2 separate regions of the Rattus norvegicus genome follow, and region 2 is linked to region 1. The links are chromatin contacts, called in public Hi-C maps. All regions are on one chromosome and are shown on one strand. Each heading gives the region's core, a stretch centred on a gene start, on an enhancer-like site or on the middle of the called end of the contact. The rest is flanking DNA. Distances are from core to core; before and after follow the strand shown.

Evidence for each region. A called contact is a pair of places that touch in the nucleus more often than the background predicts.
Region 2: a Hi-C map of hepatocytes shows a contact between it and region 1, with 4 times the contacts expected there. The contact joins two enhancer-like sites. A contact is called at or near these places in 7 of 12 Hi-C or Micro-C datasets (frontal cortex, hepatocytes, kidney and 3 more).

The regions. Positions count from the first base shown.
Region 1 is chr2:54,239,668-54,244,612 of GRCr8, forward strand. All of the region lies in intron 5 of Ccdc152 (coiled-coil domain containing 152), which reads right to left. Among named protein-coding and RNA genes, the nearest start is that of Ccdc152, 16 kb to the right of the region's middle. Within about 2 kb of position 1,809, at least 2 of the 93 cell types and tissues checked have an H3K27ac peak or open chromatin away from gene starts, as enhancers often do.
Region 2 is chr2:54,979,214-54,984,050 of GRCr8, forward strand. All of the region lies in intron 3 of Oxct1 (3-oxoacid CoA transferase 1), which reads left to right. Among named protein-coding and RNA genes, the nearest start is that of Oxct1, 18 kb to the left of the region's middle. Within about 2 kb of position 1,333, at least 15 of the 93 cell types and tissues checked have an H3K27ac peak or open chromatin away from gene starts, as enhancers often do.

The DNA of each region.
Region 1 (4,945 bases), core at 559-3,058:
AGCCTGTGGGGGGACATTTTGCATCCAAAAGGTGAGAGAATTGTTAACCAAATTTGTTGGAGGGGCCTAAGAGGAAGGGGTCTTTCGCAGGGTGTTATTTTTTAAGGCAGAGCAGCACATAAAAGTCATTTTTCTAGGTCTAGTTGTTACATCAAATGAGAGCTGCTGAGAGAAATGCGGGCTCCATCTCAGGAGAAAGAAACGAGGTCCATGATGAGCCCACTACCCAGTGTCTGTTTTAAATTGTGGTTTAAATGGGAAGCCTGGCTGCATAGTGTATCATTTGTATGCATGTAGTACCCTAGACTGCAAGGCACATCCATGTGAGGTGTGGTGGTTTGAATAAGAATGGTCCCCACAGGCTTATATATTTGAATGTGTAGTCACCAGGGAATGGCTGTATATGAAAGGATTAGGAGGGGTAGTCTTCTTAGGGGAAGAGTGCCACACTGAAGTTTCAAAAGCCCTTGCCAAGCTCAGTGTCTCTAACGAAGGATCCAGATACAGCTCTCAGCTACCTGCCTACCAGTTGGAATAATGGACTCTGAAACTATAGTGTGTATATATATTTTAAGTAAATGATTTTTTTAAAAGTGAATTTTATTAATAAATCACATTTTAAAATTGTGTGTATAGGGTAGTTTTAATGCATTTTAGATAAGCTATTGCACAGTATTTGAAATACAAATGTATTTTGAATGAGTAAATTATTTGTGCTCTTAAGCAAAAATAGCTTACAAAATAAGATACTCAGAAGTTGGGAAGGGACACAAGTTTGGATTGTTAGTTTAGAAAATCTGAACTATACTTGACTGCAGATTTGCAAGTCTTTGCTGTACTTTCCCAAATGATCAGGCCTTTTTCCTGATCAACATCACATCTCTATGCTTCATCAGCTTTCCTTAGAGCATTCTTTTTTTTTTTTAATTAACTTGAGTATTTCTTATTTATATTTCGAGTGTTATTCCCTTTCCCGGTTTCCGGGCAAACATCCCCCTAATCCCTCCCCCTCCCCTTCTTTATGGGTGTTCCCCTCCACATCCTCCCCCCATTGCCGCCCTCCCCGCAACAATCACGTTGACTGGGGGTTCAGTCTTAGCAGGACCAAGGGCTTCCCCTTCCACTGGTGCTCTTACTAGGCTATTCATTGCTACCTATGAGGTTGGAGCCCAGGATCAGTCCATGTATAGTCTTTGGGTAGTGGCTTAGTCCCTGGAAGCTTCCTTAGAGCATTCTTAATCTTGCTAATAACATATGTTATCAAGGACGGTTGCCTCAAGAAAATCTCTTATTTTAATAAGAGCCAATCAGTTCGCAAAATCCAATAAGGGAGTTCTACCTACAACTAATCTATGACTTTTAGACCTTGTTTTCCCCATTTGGACTATATATCTAATCTCTCTACTATCACTGGTATGTCAAAATCCAAACGCTCTGTTGCCATGTCAGTCATCTAAATATAATCGTAGTCATGGCCATCACCTTCACAGTCACTTCAGATTTTCTTACCCCAAAAAAAGTGACAAAGAATACATCTTTAAGCAATAGTCTTTCTCTTGCTGAATCTTCTGGTAAAATATAAAGAAAAAGCAGGAATTAGGCAATCACTCTCTAACACATCCAATGTCTTCCTCTCTGAGTATCTGTCTCTAGGCCTGTGGTGGTTGGAATCAGACATATCCCACAGGCTCATGTGTTTGTGCACTTTTCCCTCTGAGTTAATGGTGCTGTCTGGGGAGCTAGTGTGGCCTTGCAGCAGGAAGTACAGCAATGGCAGTGAACTTCCAGTTCACTCTGCCTGCTTTGTGCTTGCAGTTGAAGACATGATTGACGTCTTGGCTTCTTGCTCTGGCCACCTGCTGCTGTTATGGATATTACTGTTCCTCTGAAGTCATAAGCCAAATAAATTCTCCCTTTTATAAGTGGCCTTGGTCATGGTATTTTATAACAGCAGAAACAAGTTACTAATAACTTACTAAGAAGCTAATGCCAGTGAGTATGTGAACACCCTAAACATGTTGATATTTTGAGAAATGTGGAAGACTAGAACTTTGAACTAGAAAAGCAATTGAATGCTGTAAGCAGAGCTTAATGTGCTGTTCCAGTAGAAACCTGGAAGACAGGCGGTGCTGAGAGTAGTGTGGACTGTTGGGGCCCTGCTCAAGAGGTTTACGAGGGAAACAAAGACTTTATCAGCAGTAGAGCTAGAGGCCATTCATGTTATATTTTGGCAAAGAAAATGGCTGTTTTCTACCTGTGCCCTGAGATGAAGTAGAGCAAACAAACAAACAAACAAACAAACAAACAAACACACCAGAAAGTAACAGTTCAAAGAGAAAAAGAACATAGAGTAAGCAGTTTGATTTTACAGCCAAGGCAAGTGCTGAAAAAGTCTGTAATTGTTACGGAAATTAGCACAGTTAAGGAGAGGCCCCTTGTCAGTTAAGTTTTCAACTTGTAAAAGGATGAGGCCTAAGAGGAACTGGATTTTAAAAAAGCTACCAGGACTGGAGGGATGATTCACTGGTTAAGAGTGATGCTCTGGCATAGGACACGGGTTCAGTTCCTAGACCCCACATAATAACTAACAACCATCTGTAATTCCAGTTCCACAGGATCTGACGTCATCTTGTGCAGGGAATGCATGCATATATTACATAGACATATATGCATGCATAACATCCACACATATTTTTAAAAATATTAAAAAAGAGAAGCTGCTGCAAATGTGATTCGAGGGGTGAGAGTAGACCCTAAGCTGGCTCTCAACTTAGTAGTGGCATCCACATGGGACCGGCTTTGGAGTTGTGAACACAGTGAAGATGTGTTGGGGATTCTTCCTCTGTGGCTTCAGAGCCACCAAGGCCAGGGAACGTGTGGCAGTGTTGGAGGTGCTGCAGGAAGGCTCCGAAAGGCCACCACTAAAGCTGTGATGGTAGAAAATGCACTTATTCTACATGGCTTCCACACACCTCTTGGTTACAGTGGGGACCCAAAGGCAATAAAGATGCAAGAGTCATAAGGCATCTGCCAAAGAGAGCGCCACAGAGGGAGTCGAACCTGCCCAACACTCCTTACTACTCAGCACTCCTCAGACGTCTCAATGAAGTCTTTTCTGAGACTCACGGCAATCTCTTAACTCTGACCACCATAAAATTTAAAAAGCAAGTTGTATAATTCCAACACACAATGGCACAGAATATACATTATCTTTTGAAAAGTGAGGAATGGGAATAGAGTGAGGAAACACTGGAACAGAGCAAGTCCAAAACCCAGAAGGGCAAACTCCAAATCCTGTATCTTCATGTGTTGTGTCCTCAATTACAGGGCGCTATCTGAGCATTTAAATGTCTGCCTTATTGACCACATTTGAATTCACTTCCCACGTTTAAAGTTTTGCAAACCATACAGTTCTTTCTGGCTTCTGACTACTAAGGAATACTGTGTGTCTTAGATGGAGCTGTGTCATTACAAGCTATATTAGAGTGGTTTCACTGTGAAGTTGAAATGACCTTTTGACTTTATCACAGGTGACAAACATGCTTTATATATTTTGAAGTTTTCACACAACCGTGATCTGAGAAGTTTCTAGAGATAGTGAACTGGTTTGTGTTCCTCTTAAGGAGACACTGAACTAAGTGTTTTTACCTGAATATTTACCTGTCTCAAAGATAATTTGTTTTAGTATTCTTTTCTAAAGATAAAAGGAACATTTTCTTCCTTCCTTCCTTTCTTAAAAAAGAAACTAAAAATTTCATTTCAATGTTCTTTATTGAAGGGCTTAAAAAATGCTATTTGGTAAGTTTTAGGAGATCTCATTTTTCAAGAGCACATTAGAGCTTCTAAAATAAAGATAAAGATAAAGTGCTTTCAATTGCAGTAATAGCAGTGTTTAAAACGCTGTTGGAGGATGTATATTTGCAATAGTAATTTATTAATATACTTATAAATAATTGTTCAATGTTGAAATTTGTACTTGATTAAAATCAAATATAAACCATTTCTGCAGTTCAAAATATATTGGCTTTATATATATTTAGTTTACAGCATTAAATTATTACTATAATTAGCTTAAGGATTAAAATAGTGTTCAAAGACATCACTGACTATTAATTTTTACAAATCTGAACTTATTGGCACATCTCATAAAAAGTATTTATAAATCAGTACCTTAGAAACTATTCTTTTTAAAACTTGGTAAAAGGGACAATTAGGAAATTAAACAGAAAAAAGCTTTTCTACCAAAAAGCTTTTGTTGAAAATATTTATTTACACTTTTTCTTTTTTCTAGAGCATCAGATAAACAAAACATAGTATTTTGTGCCTGGATTTCTTTACATATTTGCTTAATTTTGCCTTTTTGAGATAAGGACCAGAAATACAGCCATAGCTAGAGTGGAGTTCACACTGTACATCAGGCTGGCTTCCAGTGTGCAGAAGTCCTCCTATTTCTGCCTCTCAAGTGCCAGTGTAGAGGAGATGCCACCATGCCGGGCTACATTCATTTACCGTAATGCTTCTGAAGTGGTTACACTGGAGTGCACCAGTTGTCTGTTCCTTTTTACTGCTGTGGGTAGATGCGCTATGAATTTTAAAAGACTAATACTAGTGACAACTTGTATGATGACAACTTGAATGAATAAAGCTACTATAAACATTCAGTCAGTCCTTCCCCTAACTCCTCCCTTGGAGTCTGCTTGCTCTGTCCAATGGTTGGTTGCAAGCATCTGCATCTGTGTTGGTCAAACTCTGGCAGAGACTCCCAGGAGACAGCTTTATCAGGCTCGTGCCAGTAAGCACTTCTTGGCATCAGCAATAGTGTCTGAATTTGGTGGCTGCATATGGGATGGATCCCCAAGGACTGAAGGAGCTGAAGGGGGTTTGCAAGCCCATAGGAAGAAAAACATCAACCAACCAGACCCTCCAGAGCTCCCAAGGACTAAAC
Region 2 (4,837 bases), core at 83-2,582, 740 kb after region 1:
CACAGCCCATGCTGGGTGGTACCACTTCCTAGGAAGGGCATCCTGAAGCCTACGAGGGAAGAAAGCTAGCTGAGAGGGAGCAAGGGTCCCTGTGGTATTCCCTTCCTGCTCTTGACTGTGGTTGTGTTAGCTTAATTTCCTGCCTTGTCTTTCCTGCAGTGGGGGACCATAGCCTGGCATTCTAAGCTAAATGAATGCTTTTTTCCTTCTCTAAGTTGCTTTTTGTCAGGCTACTTAGTCACAGAATAGTTTGTTTCTGTTAGAGAAGCTCTGGCTGGAAGAGGCACATGGAATGCAGTAATACATTCTTTTGACAAGTGCTCACCAAGTATTTCTGCAGTCCCCTGTATGTGCTGTGTAGCTCACAGGTGCTTGGGATGCAGAAATGAAAGAAGAAACAAAACAAAACGAAACAAAACAAAACAATACAAAAAACACCACCACCACCACCACCACCACCACCACCACCACCACCACCACCACCACCACTGCAGCCAAAAGCAACAGCAGAGTATTACCTGGGCACCTTTTCTGATACATTGGAAAGTTTGTACCATGGGGTAAAAAAAGAAACAGAGTAAAAGCAAGAGGATTGGGAACCTCCAAATAGAGAGGCCTCTATCAGCAATCGAAGGTAACCTCCGAGCCCACACCTGAAGGATGTGAGAGAGGAGCCATGCAGAGAATAGTTTCAGAGACAAGCACGGGCCCCTGGGGAAACATTTCTGGTAGGGCTTGGGGAGCCAAAAGGACGACAGAGAGACAGAAATGACAGAAGAATAACCCTGAAGGAATTAAGGTCAGGGACATAGAAGGCAAGCAGTTAGTGGGCCTTGCCTGCTACTATAGAACTCCTTGCTTTATTCTGAATGAATAACAACTCTGAGCAGAGTGCTGTCCTGTTTCCACCTCTGCGTTTTACAAGGTGTTATTTATCTGCCATGTTCAAAATTGATTGTAGAGGCAGAAGCAGAAACAGATGAGTTGCCCTGGTGTCCAGGTAAGAGGGTACCAGGTAGAGGCGGGAGCAAGATGTGGCTTGATTCCTAAACAGGTTGTGGAGACAGATTTGGTGGGTAGAGAGTTAAAGATCACGTTTGGTGTTCTGACCATCTCCAAGAGGGTGTTGCTCTGAGGTCTGCGGGCCAGGCTGCAGAAAGAAGTTAAGTTAGGAGGAGAATTGCTCACCTGAAGCAAGGCCTGGGCCTTAGGAGCAGGTTAGAAACAAACACTTGAGGAAGGGTGTGGGGAAAAGAGAAGGAGGAAGAGGAAGGAGAAAGAAAACCAGAGGGACAAAAACAACAGAAATTTTTTTCTCACTGGGAAGACAGTATCTCTGGTATCTGGAGACCTCTAGTGGACAAGTATATTATTAACCCATAAGGCTGTTCCCCCCCCCCCCCCCCCCATAACGTTAAAGACATTCAAAGTAGAATCATATCTGGGTAGGGGTTTGCTTACTGTCTTCCATATGCCGGGGAAGATTGGATAGAGAAGTCACAGACCTGCCAGCGTCTGTCTTTGTCCTAGGCGAGGTGAAATCAATCTTGTGTGCGATCTCCTTTATGGACTTCATTGGAGTTCATCAAGGGAAACTACACCAGGCAGGAAAAGTACATGTTACTTAGCCTTTAATTTGCTTGTGGAAAAAAAAAGAGACTGGGTATAAATTATGTAAATATTTCTGTGCCCTTGGTGGGTAATAAGCAGAGAATACTAATTAGCAGTACCTTGTTAAATATGCACCTTGAGGGATATGGTATACAGGATAGGATGCTGTGGGGGAGGGAAAGAGTGAGCCTACAGATTAGGAAGGAGCCATGTGAGCCAAATGGTCACTGGTAGCCTGGTAACAGAGAGGAGGCAAGTGACTGTTGAAAGAAATGCTAGTGCTTTGTCACACCGGCTGCCACACTTAGCCTTTGCATGCTAATCATGTGGATGTTGATGCCGATAGGGGCCATTAGATTAATTAGCCCCAGTTCACTCTTCCATTAGGTTCCAAGGTTAAAGCCACAGTTCTGCTGGAGATCAGTGTCTCTGCCAGGCAGCTCATCTGGGTGAACCATCTCCCCAGTGTCTCTTGATTGACCCCCTCTTCTCCATTCCTGTGGCCTCCACCTTAGTTCAGATGCTCACCGTGGTTTGGACTGTGTCTTCAAGCCTTTTAACTGACCTCGCTGCCTTTGATGTCATTTTCAGGACTTCATGGTATAGCCTACCACCTTTCAGCTGAATGGTCGTCTTCTGTCCTTCAGGATGAAGTCCTTCCAGGCAGATCACAATCCTGCCTTCCTCCCACTCCTGCCTCTAGTCCCCATCCAGTTCCTGCTGAGCCCTGAGCAAGAGCCTGTAGCCTCGGGATCCCATCTCTGACTGTGTTCTGAAACTGTGTTTTCCTTTGGATTCTGTCTATTTTTCCCCTCTGTATGACCTTCTGCCCTCAGGTGGACTAGACTTTCTCCACCCCCTTTCTCCATCCACCGTCCTTGAGCTTCTGTGTTCCCATCACGAACTACAAAGACACCACTTAACACATCCCTCACCCTGGTGTAATTACGGGCTTACTGTTTATTTCCTCTGAACTCCCAGAACTGCGCAGGGACAGGCACGGGCCTTCTCGGGGCTGTAGGCGTACAGGCGGACATCCCTCCTCTAGGGTGGAGTAAGCTCCCAGTCTGGGTTGCCAGATGAATGAGTTGTTGTGCAGACAACACGAGCTGCATGTGACAGGGGCCATCAGAACGTGAACGTGGCCATCAAGAGGAGAAACACAGGCTGCTGTTCCTAAGGGGATTTCATGGTCAATCTCATTGCAGTTTTCTCTTCATAATTTATTTTTTTATTTGCATTATATCCCAATCGAAGCTTCCCTTCCTCTTCTTCTCCCAGTCCTGCCCTTACAAATCCCTCCCCCGATTGTCCCCTCCCCACTTCTCTTCAGAGTCCCCACCTTGGGACTTTTGTTGCAGTTTTATCCTTTAACAAAACCATAGATACCAAGTATAGAGTGGTATAGAAAACTGACCTTATGCAGAGGTACCAACGGGACTTCACGAGCTGTGCGACCATATAGCCAACACCTGTACAAAGACACAGGACAGGACCAGTCCCCAGGAAGCCCCCTTCCCCATGCCTGCAGTCACTGCTGTCATCCTCCTGCCCCATCTACATTATGGACACTTTGGACCACCCACAGCAGTCCTGTCGAAAGTCTGAAGCTCTCATTAAAAGAAGTGCATAGAGCTTAGCATTCTGCCTGAGTCTGTCCATGGTGGCTAGTGCTGGTCCATCATGCAGTCTCATTGCTCTATAGACTCATTGCCTGGATAGACTGTAACCTATTCTGTGGATGGGCCATTTAGAGGCTCTCATTTTTCCTGTAATGGACACTGCGTTGATGGTTATATTATATATGTCTTTTAGTGAACATTAAGCATGAATTCTGGTTTGGTAAAGATCCAAGAGGAACTGATGACTCAGTAGCACTTGGGAATATTTTTTTTCAATGTCAATAGATTATTTTTTCAATATTAACAGCATCCCGCCACCACTCCCTTAAGTGATTGGTATACATTTGTCTTAGCACATGAGCACATTCTTTGTTTCACGCCCTTGCAAACTGACATGGTTTTTCCTGTCTATATAATTATTCCTTTGTTGTCTCAGTTATACAGTCACATCTTTGTTATATGATCCTATCCTGTTGTTTCAGTATGATCTTCACTTCTAAAATGTATTTCATCCTTAAAAATAGTATTTTATAGTCAGGCCTGTATCCCATCACTTGGCAGGCCGAGGTAGGAGGGTCTTATGTTCCAGGCTGATTTACATCACGTAGGGAGACTGTCCCAGACAGACAAACCAACCCACAAAGTTTGTTTTCTCTCTCTGTTAGGCAGTGAATGTCCAAAACCAGTGAGTAGGCAGGGAAGCTGACTGGAAGGGGCAAGCTTCCATTCAGTAATTAGTCTACCTTATCACATGAATTGTGCTTTAAGATGTAGGTACAATTTTTTTTTCTTTGAAAATATGATAGAAATGAAGAGGAAATATATACATCAGGGGATTTTCATCTAGAAAAAGTCAATAGTATTTGCCCATATCTAAGAAGAAACTGAAATCTTTACAATATTAAACCAAAATATATGTAGTGTAACAAACATAGGATTAATTTTGCTACCTGCAATCTTTTTGTTTGAGAGGGTTGAGAACATTCAAATATGTAGATATTGTCAGGTAAAATGTCTATGATATAGGAAAAAATGTTCCTAGACTTATGTATAATTTGGGTCCTATTTCAATGAGTGTGCTCATCTTTCTCCTAATGCAGGACCTGTCCCTTCCACTTGAACACAGGGAGCCCCTGCACAGAGTTCTGGGATGCCTTCAAAGCATCTTTGCTTAGGTTCTATCTGAAGATCACTTTGCAGTGGGAGAGAGAATAAACGTGTGGCTGGAGCTGTAGGATGAATGTGGGCTGCACGGTGTTAGCTCTGCCCTTTACTCTCTGAGGTCTTGGGGGGATTTGACATGGGATTTTACTGCATAGCCCTGTCTATCTTAGAACTCACTATGTAGACCAGTGAAGTTCTCATACCTAGAACTTCACCTGCCTCTGTCTCCCAAGTGCTGGGATCCCTGTTAGCCTTTTAAGTTTTACTCTCCTCATCTATAAAAGAAGGAAGGAGAGCAGCCTTGTGATGGTCTTGCAGTGGTAAGGGCTAGAAGGAAAATGTGGCTAGAATTCTTTAGATTTCTTTTCTTCTAAAGTATTAAAATTTCACATCTCAAAAAAAGAACCCAAGTGGTAATAGTGTTTTGTCAGATGGCCTCA